Regions from separate parts of the Capsicum annuum genome. Here region 1 is linked to region 2. A link is a contact called in public Hi-C data. All regions are on one chromosome and are shown on one strand. Each heading gives the region's core, a stretch centred on a gene start, on an enhancer-like site or on the middle of the called end of the contact. The rest is flanking DNA. Distances are from core to core; before and after follow the strand shown. Region 1 holds the start of LOC107864344 (receptor-like kinase TMK4). Region 2 has its middle 22 kb from the start of LOC107864346.

What was found. A called contact is a pair of places that touch in the nucleus more often than the background predicts.
Region 1: a contact with region 2 is called in a Hi-C map of bud, with 3 times the contacts expected there. The contact joins the promoter of LOC107864344 here to the enhancer-like site in region 2. A contact is called at or near these places in 2 of 5 Hi-C or Micro-C datasets (bud and leaf).

What each region holds. Positions count from the first base shown.
Region 1 is chr3:3,463,891-3,468,281 of UCD10Xv1.1, reverse strand. It overlaps LOC107864344 (receptor-like kinase TMK4), which reads right to left and starts at 2,153. Exons shown (of 2, transcript XM_016710694.2): 1 at 1-2,153. The coding sequence starts at 1,861.
Region 2 is chr3:3,387,958-3,392,991 of UCD10Xv1.1, reverse strand. It overlaps the pseudogene LOC107865633. Among protein-coding and RNA genes, the nearest start is that of LOC107864346, 22 kb to the right of the region's middle. Within about 2 kb of position 2,186, at least 4 of the 5 cell types and tissues checked have an H3K27ac peak or open chromatin away from gene starts, as enhancers often do. A contact at or near this core is called in bud and leaf, where this site is marked.

The DNA.
Region 1 (4,391 bases), core at 904-3,403, 75 kb before region 2:
ACTCGTTCATTCCTTTGGTACCCATCGCCCCAGATTCCATCCTCTTCACCGCAATCTTAGTCCCATCATGTAGTTCTCCCTTATAAACAACTCCAAACCCTCCTCTCCCCAAGATATTTTCTTCACTGAAGTTGTTCGTCACTTGTCGAAGGACCTGGATGGAAATGGCGACGTTTCCATTATCAAAAGCTGGCATCTCACTATGATCACCGCTGCTTTGACTCTGTAACTCACTGGTGCCTCCGGTATATCCATTCGAACCACCCACAACACTAGGGAGACTCGGCTTAATCATTTCATTGCTTTTCTCCGGAGTCTCAATGCTTCCAAATCTCTTATGGCGTCTCTTCAAGCAACATTTGTAAGACACAAACAACACTACTAACACGAAAACAACAACAGCAATAACAACACCAACAATCATTCCAACTGAAGGCTTCTTCGAACCTCCAGATGAACTTTCACCAGGCCTACTGGGATTCGATCCAGAACCTCCCGATCCACTACCATCACCACCACCAGTAGTTATATTCTTCCCAAGCAATAAGTTACCAGTATGAGTAAATTTAACACTTGGTGGAAACAACGGTATAGGACCAGACAAATTGTTATTAGTCACATCAAGAACTTGTAAATCAGGCAAAGTTGTCAACTTCTCCGGAATCGTACCAGTAAGATTATTGTCATTCAAAAACAAGCTCCTCAAAGAAGTCAAATTCGCAAAAGCAGGCGAAATACTACCCGAAAAGCCCCTCTTACCTAAAGTAACAACAGCCACATTCTTCCCTGAAGCATCACAACTTATATAACTCCAACTCTTACAAGCATCATTCCCTTTCCAAGACTCAGCCAACGACAACGGATAACCAAAACCACCAGCCACATCAATAAGTGCAGTAACCTGTGGATCACACAGTCCCGGAGTATCCCTACAAAAACTATTAGTACTCCCAAGTTTAACCTCAACCCCATCTCTAAACTGTGGCAATGCACCTTGCAACTTATTGTTTTGCAAAGTAACATTCAACAATTTAGGAAGAGACATCACAGACACAGGAACAATACCAGTTAACTGATTATCCCTTAACTGCAAATCAAATATATTCTCACATTTTGACAAATCAGGAATACTACCAGTAAAAGAATTAGCATGTAACCAAACTTGAGACAATTGTGTCATACTTCCAATCACATCAATACTACCTGATAACCCTTTAACTTGATTATTCAACCAAAGATTCACAATTTCAGAACCACCAAAAGACACAGGCAAACCACCAGTAAGATTATTATAAGACAACCTTAAATTCTGCAAATTAGGAAAAGCATCAAAGAAATCAGGAATAACACCAACAATACTAGCATTACTAGCATATAAAGATCCTAAATTTACACTTTCTTTCAAATACATAGGAATTTGCCAAGGAGAAAGTTTCCCATTTTGACCAATACTTAAAGTAACCAAACTAGGAACTCCCAAAAGGAAATCTTGAGGTATAGAAGTGAATTGGTTATTGTCCAAGAAAAGTTCAGCTAAGTTAGACATGTTGGAAAAAGAAGGTAAAGTGCCAAAAAGATTGTTGTTTTGAAGAGAAATGGACTTAAGATTGGAAAGCTGGGAGAGTTCTGAAGGTAAAGAACCAGAAAGAGACTGAGAATCAAGATTAATGGAAGTTACAGTAGCTGAAGACTTGTCACAGTTGACATTTTTCCAAGAACAGAAAGGTTGAGAAGCTGACCAACCAGAAGGGGTTGGAGAAAGAGATGCAAGGAGTTTGGACATGACAGTGGAATCATCTGAGGAGGTGGAGGAAAGGGAAGTGAAGAGGAGGAGGAGGAGAAGGTAGAGGTGGAAAGCCATTGATAGTGAGGGGTGGGGTGCGGGGTGTTAGGGTGGTGGTGTGTATAAATAAGGAAGAATGGAGATGTGGGGTGGGGTGGGGTGGTGGGGTGAGGGGGTGGGGGTTCAAGTTTGTTCTGGAATAATGTGGTTTGGTTTTGCCAAGACAAGAAGGGAGACGTGGGAGTTATGTTGGAGAGGAACATGAAACTGAGAACCAGAACTGAATTGAACTTTGATTTACATAAAAGACTTGCAGTATATAGAGTAGTATTTTTTGTTATAGTTTTTAAATATTTAAAATTTTAAATCTAAACTATTAAATTAACATAATTCAACTTAGCTTTAAATAATAATCTAAGTAACTCTGTTAAGAAAAACGCGAGACAAGAGATGGAGGAGAAGAGAATCCTAGTAGCTCGATTGATTAACTAGTTACCTTTACTCTCACTTGGTGGTAAGGTTCGATTCTCCATGTTATAATCTCTTTCCTATTTTCTCTTTCCCATCACTTTAAAGAAGAGATTGTTGCTTGGATGGTAAGTAATAAGCACCTTTTATTTTTAACTCTGATAGAAATACAATATAAGATTGCGTACAATACATTTTTGTGGTAGGGTCCTTTCCCGAATCCTAGGTTTTAGTGCGCCAAACTGCTCTTTTTTATTTTGTGAATTTTGAGTCACCACGAAAGTAAAAAGATGAGAGCTTCAACAGAGGAATAAAAGAAAGACAAAAAAATGTAACAAATAAACTTGATCGAAGAGTTAAGGCTTACTCAAGTGGTTAATCAGTTCCGTCAATGATCGATAGATTGAGTATTCGAGTCATGCCGAAATAAGTGAGAAGACTATTATTGAAATATGTAAATGTATGTGCAAGTCCATGTTATATACCTCCATTAATTGGGCTTTCACATCTGAAGAGTACACGAGGAAGAGATTGAAAATTGGGAAAAAAACATGATATAGCTCTTTTTAAAAAAGAAAAAGAAAAAACAAGTTTGGTTCTATGGACATGAAATGTCCTGTCGGGGTATATTAATGCCACATAATAGTCATTTCCTAGTCTTTCTCAATTTAGATCATTTTGGCCCATGTAATTTAGATACAATTTATATAGGGGAAAGGATATTAGTTGGCCATTTTAAAAAAAAAATGGCCCACATTTGAAAAGGTGGATAAGTTATAACCATCTAGCTAAATTAATTTCTTTTTTTAGTCATTTGGCTCAATTGGGCACATGCAGTCTCTATACTTAATTGATACACTTTTATACCACATGATACATTTTTATACTATATTGATATACTTTTAAAAAAGGAGAAAGAAAATTCTATGCAAGTACGTGCAGTCTCTATACCCAACTGATACTCTTTGATACCACGTTAATAGACTTGTATATATATATCCTCTTTAATAATCACATGAACATGGTATACACAGTACACTTGGTATGATAAAGTGGTCTCATATATATAGGACGAAAGCAGAAAAAAAAAAAAAAACAAGTTCAAGAAAATCTAGAGGCGGAGTCAAGATTTCAAGTAAGGGGGTTCAATTGTAACGATCCTCTCGGTTGTTTGTGAAATTTTCTCATCTTCGCTATTTTAGCGCTCTCCATAGTTTGTGTATGTGGATTATGACACACGAGATGAGTAGTACCGATTTTTGTAAGGATATATTAAAAGTTTTGAATATTTTAAATAATTAATTTAATAGATCAAAATAATAATTTATTTACTTGAGTGATCAATATAAGAATAATTTTAAATAAATAGAGTTTACCATTTACATAGCAATATAGTGGGTGTTTTGCATTGACCAACTTATAAGCACTTTTTGGCTTAAAAATATGTTTGGTAAAAATTTTAAATGCTTAAAATAAATTGAATTTGGCTTTTTTTAAGCCAAAATATAGAAGCACCCACTAACCAGTTTTTTTTTTAACAACTTATAATTTATTTTAGTTGACCAAATAAATTATCTTTTTGCCCCTAGCAATTATACCTTATTCCAATTCCACCTTAATTGAAATAAATGTGCTAATTAGCCCCACTTTGATTAAAAAAACACCTTGTTTATACGAAATTTTAACGTAACCATGAAGAAATAAATAATCTTTCAATATATAATTATATTTTTCAAACACAAATATTCAACATTTTTAAACTCTTCAAAAAAAAACTTTTTAGCGTATAAATTAATAGTCATTCGTGAAAATATTTTTGTAATATATATATATATATATATATATATATATATATATATATATTAGAATATATATTAATTTTAATTTAAATCATTTTAGCAATAAAAATTAATAATAATCAACTCTTTATATTATTAACAGTTATAAGGGTACGTCAGTCATTTTAACAAAAAAAAGTGTTTATAGTCATTATTTACCAAACACATCAATAATTTTTTTTCAATTTCAGCACTTTAATTCAAACATTTAACTGCTTATTTTTAAAATAAGTTCAGCAATTTTAAGAGCACTTTTAAATTTTTTTTTTGTTTTTTTCAGTTTATTCAAACGGGCTCATAAT
Region 2 (5,034 bases), core at 937-3,436:
ATGGAAGATAGAGTCAACTCTACCAGTCTACCTACATCTATCTAATTCCTAAGTGCAAAAATGCTTTCTTCTCTTAAGAATTTTAGACTCATAGAGCTTTGTAATACCAGTACAAAATTATCACCAAAATAGTTGCCAACAGAATCAAGCCCTTTCTTTAGGATATTATTGGGCATAATCAAGCCAGCTTCCTCTCCTCTAGAAGAGCTGTAGATAATGTTATTATTGTTCAAGAGTACTTGAATCATTTCAATAGAGTGACCGGTAAAAAAGGGAATATACTTCTAAAGATAGACCTTGAGAAAGGCTTTGATAGGCTTGAATGGTCTTTCATCAGACAAGCTCTATTCTTCTTTAACTTCTCCCCACCCTCTTTAGATTTATTATGTCCCGCATCTCCACATCCTTTATCTCTGTTCTTGTTAATGGAAGCACCACCCCCAACTTCAAGCCTACTAGGGGCATTAGACAGGGAGACTCCATGTCCCTCTAATTTTTTTATCCTTTGCATGAAACTTCTCTCTAGGAGAATTAATCATAAGTAGACATCCTTAAGTAGACCCCCATTTCTATCAACAGAAAGGGCCCCCTTATCTCTCATCTTTTCTTTGCTGATGATATCACCCTCTTTGCCAGGCCTGATAGAGGCAACTGCTTTACTATCACAAATAAATATCCTTCAAAGTTTCACTGATCACTCGGGTTAGAAGGTTAATCTTGCCAAAAGGTTTTTTCTCCAAAAACTACAACCTTGCCACCCAATAGGATCTCTCTAGCATTCTAGGCACTAAACCCAATTCCAGCTTTGGAAATACTTGAGATTTCCTATGTTCCAATTCACTCCTAGGGCTAATGACTTTCAATTTATCATGGAGAATATGAGTAGTGAACTAGTGGGGTGGAAAATCAATTTTCTTAACATGACTGGCAGAACTATCTTAGCTAAAACCTCTCTAAGTGGGATGCTAATCATGTGAAGCAGTATAACTTCTTTCCTGGGAGAAGTTTTAAGCTTACTAATAGAATTCAGAGGAACTTCACATGGGGGACCACTAATTCTTAGAAGAAAATGCAGATAGGACACCATAACTAAGACAAAGAGAGATGGTGAGTTAGGTATGCAGAAGGCTAGTATTAAGAATGACACTCTTCTTTGTAGCTTGGCTTGGAGGATCCATTCCACTCCCTCCTCACTTTGGGCTATTGTCCTTACTAATAAGTACAGAAACAATTTGGATAATCCCACTCCCTATGTCTTTAGAATTTCGAGGAATATCTCTAGAAGTTGGACCTTATGTAGGAATGATATTCAGTGGGGTATTTATAATAGTAATAAGGTGGATACTTGAAGGGACAGATGGATTCCTAATTGACACCCTTTGCCAGCTTATCTAGGGCCCTCTTCTAAATTCCTGCCCTCCCTCCTCTTTATTTCATATTTGGAACAATGGGAAATGAAATCTTAGTTTCCTCCCATTTCAAATTCCCTAGCTACCAAGCATATCTTCTTCCTAATCCTAAGCTGAAAACTAACTCTCCTTTTTGGATTTTGATTGACAAGGATACTTTTTTCTGCAAGAGTGCTTGTTTTCACTTAAGCAGGAGAGAGTCTAACTCCGATCCCCTCCACCTCTTCTTGGAATTGGATCTAACACACTCGTATCCCTAACAAGTTACAATTCTTTCTATGACTGATGCACTACAAAAGTCTTTCTACAAGAGCCATTTTGGCTCATAGGGGCGTAAATATTAACCCCCCTGCCTAACTTGCAACCACCCCTCCGAGGATATCCCTCATATCTTTTTTTATTGTAACTGTGCTACTTCCTTTTGGACTGATCTCATTAATTATTATATGGGTAGCCTCACCATCACTACTTAGCACTTTTCCCCTTCTCATTGGGACAACACCAAAAATACCTCCTCTATTTCTCTTTCGACAATTTGATTCCTGGTCCGTCCTTCTCCCCTTCTACCTCTGGTAAATCTGAAAGAACAGGAACAATAATCTCTATAATAATCTCAATTGTCATCCCAGTATTAACAATGCCTATTCTAAGGCTATAGAGTTCTTCCACTTGAGCACCCTGCCCCTCGTCTTTCCATCCTTGTTAGCTGGACCCCTCCTTCTAATAATCACTTCAAGCTCAATACTAATGGAGCTTGCCATGGAAATCCTGGAAAATGTATTATTGGGGGAGTCATTAGAGACTCATTGGATCTGGGGTTTCTTCCAAAGCTTCCATTACACTATTAATATCCATATGGAACTCTTAGCTTTACATAAAGGTTTTGTTGTTGCTATAGAACACCATCTTTTTCAATTGAAATTACCATTGATTCCCAGCTGATTATCCTTATGTTGCAGCACAGTCATTTATTATGTAACCCTATCCTTGATGCTTGCAGATCCTTGATAAAAAGAATGGGAGGTTCGTCACAGCTATAAATAGCAAAATCGGGTTGTGGATGCTTTGGCAAAAGAAAGAGTAAAGCAGAATCAATTTGCAAATTATATATTTTTGGATGTCCCCCCCCCCCCCCCCCTTTCACTTTTTGTAGGCCATGATATTTGGACGGATAAGATAGGAACTTGTTATTGTAGGGACGTACCTTCAACTGTAGCTTCTATTGGGCATGACCTGTTTTTGTAACTGAGCTAGATTAGGTTCATGAACTCTGTTTAGTCCTTTTAATCTATGCACATCTTCTTCATAAAAAAATAGTTATAACTTTACAAAAGATGACATGCGTATCGTCTGAATAATTATTTTTTCAATTGATTTCTAGTTAGGAGTATTCATAAATTAAATTTTACTGTGCATAATTACACATTTAACTATAAGTGGAAATGAAGATAAGATGACATAGGTACAAGCAATTAATACTCGTCTGGATAGTTATTTTTCCAATGGATTTCTAATTAAGAGTATTCACAAATTAAATTTTGTTGTCTGTAATTACGTATCTATAGAGCTGTCAAAATGTGCTGGCCCAACCCAACCAAACTCTAGCGGGCTAGAGAATTAAATAGGCTAGGACGGGCTAGCCTTTTAAATAAAGGACCTTTAAAATAGCAGTTCAACCCAGTCCTAAGCGGGCTGCAGGTCGAAACGGGTTTGCCCTTCATAAAAATAAAAGCAACCTCAAATATGATAAACGAAAATATTGTAAGTACTAGACTATCACCAACTTTTATGATTTCACTTTAAAATGTCTCCTACTAGTTTTTAGCATGTTATACGCATCTTACTATTACCTTTAAGGGTTATTAGGTTGGGAAAGAGTTATCTGGGGATAATTAATCTCGAGATTAGTTATTCCACCATGTATACGGATAATTTATCTCATCACTATGGTGTAAATGGTGTGATAAATAATTTTAATACTAACTAATACCTCACACCAAACATGGGATAAAATAGTCCTTCATTTTATCCCGGACTATTTATCCCTTATACCTCACACCAAACGATCCCGTAGTTGTAATTAGTTCATGGCATTTACTGTAATAAGCAAATAAATGATGATTTGCTACAAATATCGTAGAAAAATTCTAATATGGTCAAGATAATAAATACAAATATACACAAAGTATCTACATAAAAGTTATAAGACTATAACAAAAAGAGCCTAAATTTAAAGAACAGAATATTGCATTAAGCAAATGCAACAACTACTAAAGCATCGCGAGTAAAAACAACTTTTTGAATTTTACAACTAAAAGCAGCTTACGAGTCATTTCAAAAACACACTAAGAAGTTTCAAAAAATTAGTATCAACCAAAGAATGGATAGAAAAAATAAGTAGCTAGTTAGTAAAGATTGACAAAATTCTAATTCCTAATGAAAACAATGACCAACTTAGAAATGTTTAATAATTATTCTTAATGTCCCAGCCCATGGGCTGGTCTCTGAGGCCGACGGGTTACGCCTCTGAGGCCGATAGGCCAAGTGAGGCTGGCTTTATAAGCCTCATTTCTAAATAGGCTGAAAAAACTTAACCCAACCTCACTTAATTAAAGAATTAAATTGATCCGGCCTCACAGGCCAAGCCCATTTTGACAACTCTACCCATCTAACTATAAGTGGGAATGAAAATGTGTTTACTCTTTCATTTGTAATTGAATTACCTCTAAGCTAATTTAACTTGACTATATGTTCTTTTTTAGTTTTGAGTTTTAACAAAGCCACATCTAACAATAACAACAATATATCCAATATAATCTCACAAGTCAAATTTAAGGACGATAGAGTGTATACAGACCTTACCTTTATCTCTGTTTGTGAAAGACTCTCAGCTTAAAAGAACATGTCAACATTTGAAAAAAGGGAATGCGGATATGGGATTAAGTCTCAACTAAGTGATATAAATATTATATTTTCAGTTTAGTAAAACTTTTGAATTCATAAAGATTAAATTCTAAATTCACCTCGGCAATAATTTTACATTTGAGCAGAATAACATTAATATTGCATAGTATAAATAGAGAAGAGAAGCGATACCAGAAGACATGTAATGCCTTTGTTGTCTCACTAGTCTAAAACAAAGAGCAACAAAGTAAAGATCGTCGTCATCATCTTCATTTCTATTCTGTTCGGACTCATAAAAAATGTTCTGAATAGATATTTTGATCTCATTTTCGAAATGATATCCCACTCCCAATCGTTGGATTGTGTCAATCAAGACAAGTTTTTGTATACTATTATCAGAAGTTTCCACTAATATTTGCCTCACTTTTCTTTCAACTCTTCAACTTCATCTTTTCCTTGGCTACTAATTTCCTGCCCAAAAAATTAATCTTTAGTATTGTTGTACTATCTTTTCATAAAATAACAACAAATGCAATACAACACCGATAACATATTCAATGTAATTCTATAGGTGAAATCTAGGAAGGATAGAGTTTACGCATATCTTTACCCTACCTTGTGAAAATAGAGGTTGTTTCTGAAAGACCTCTACTCAAATAATGCATAGCAAATAATTTGAAAAAAGAAAACTACAAAAGCAAAGAAGACATATATAGCAAAT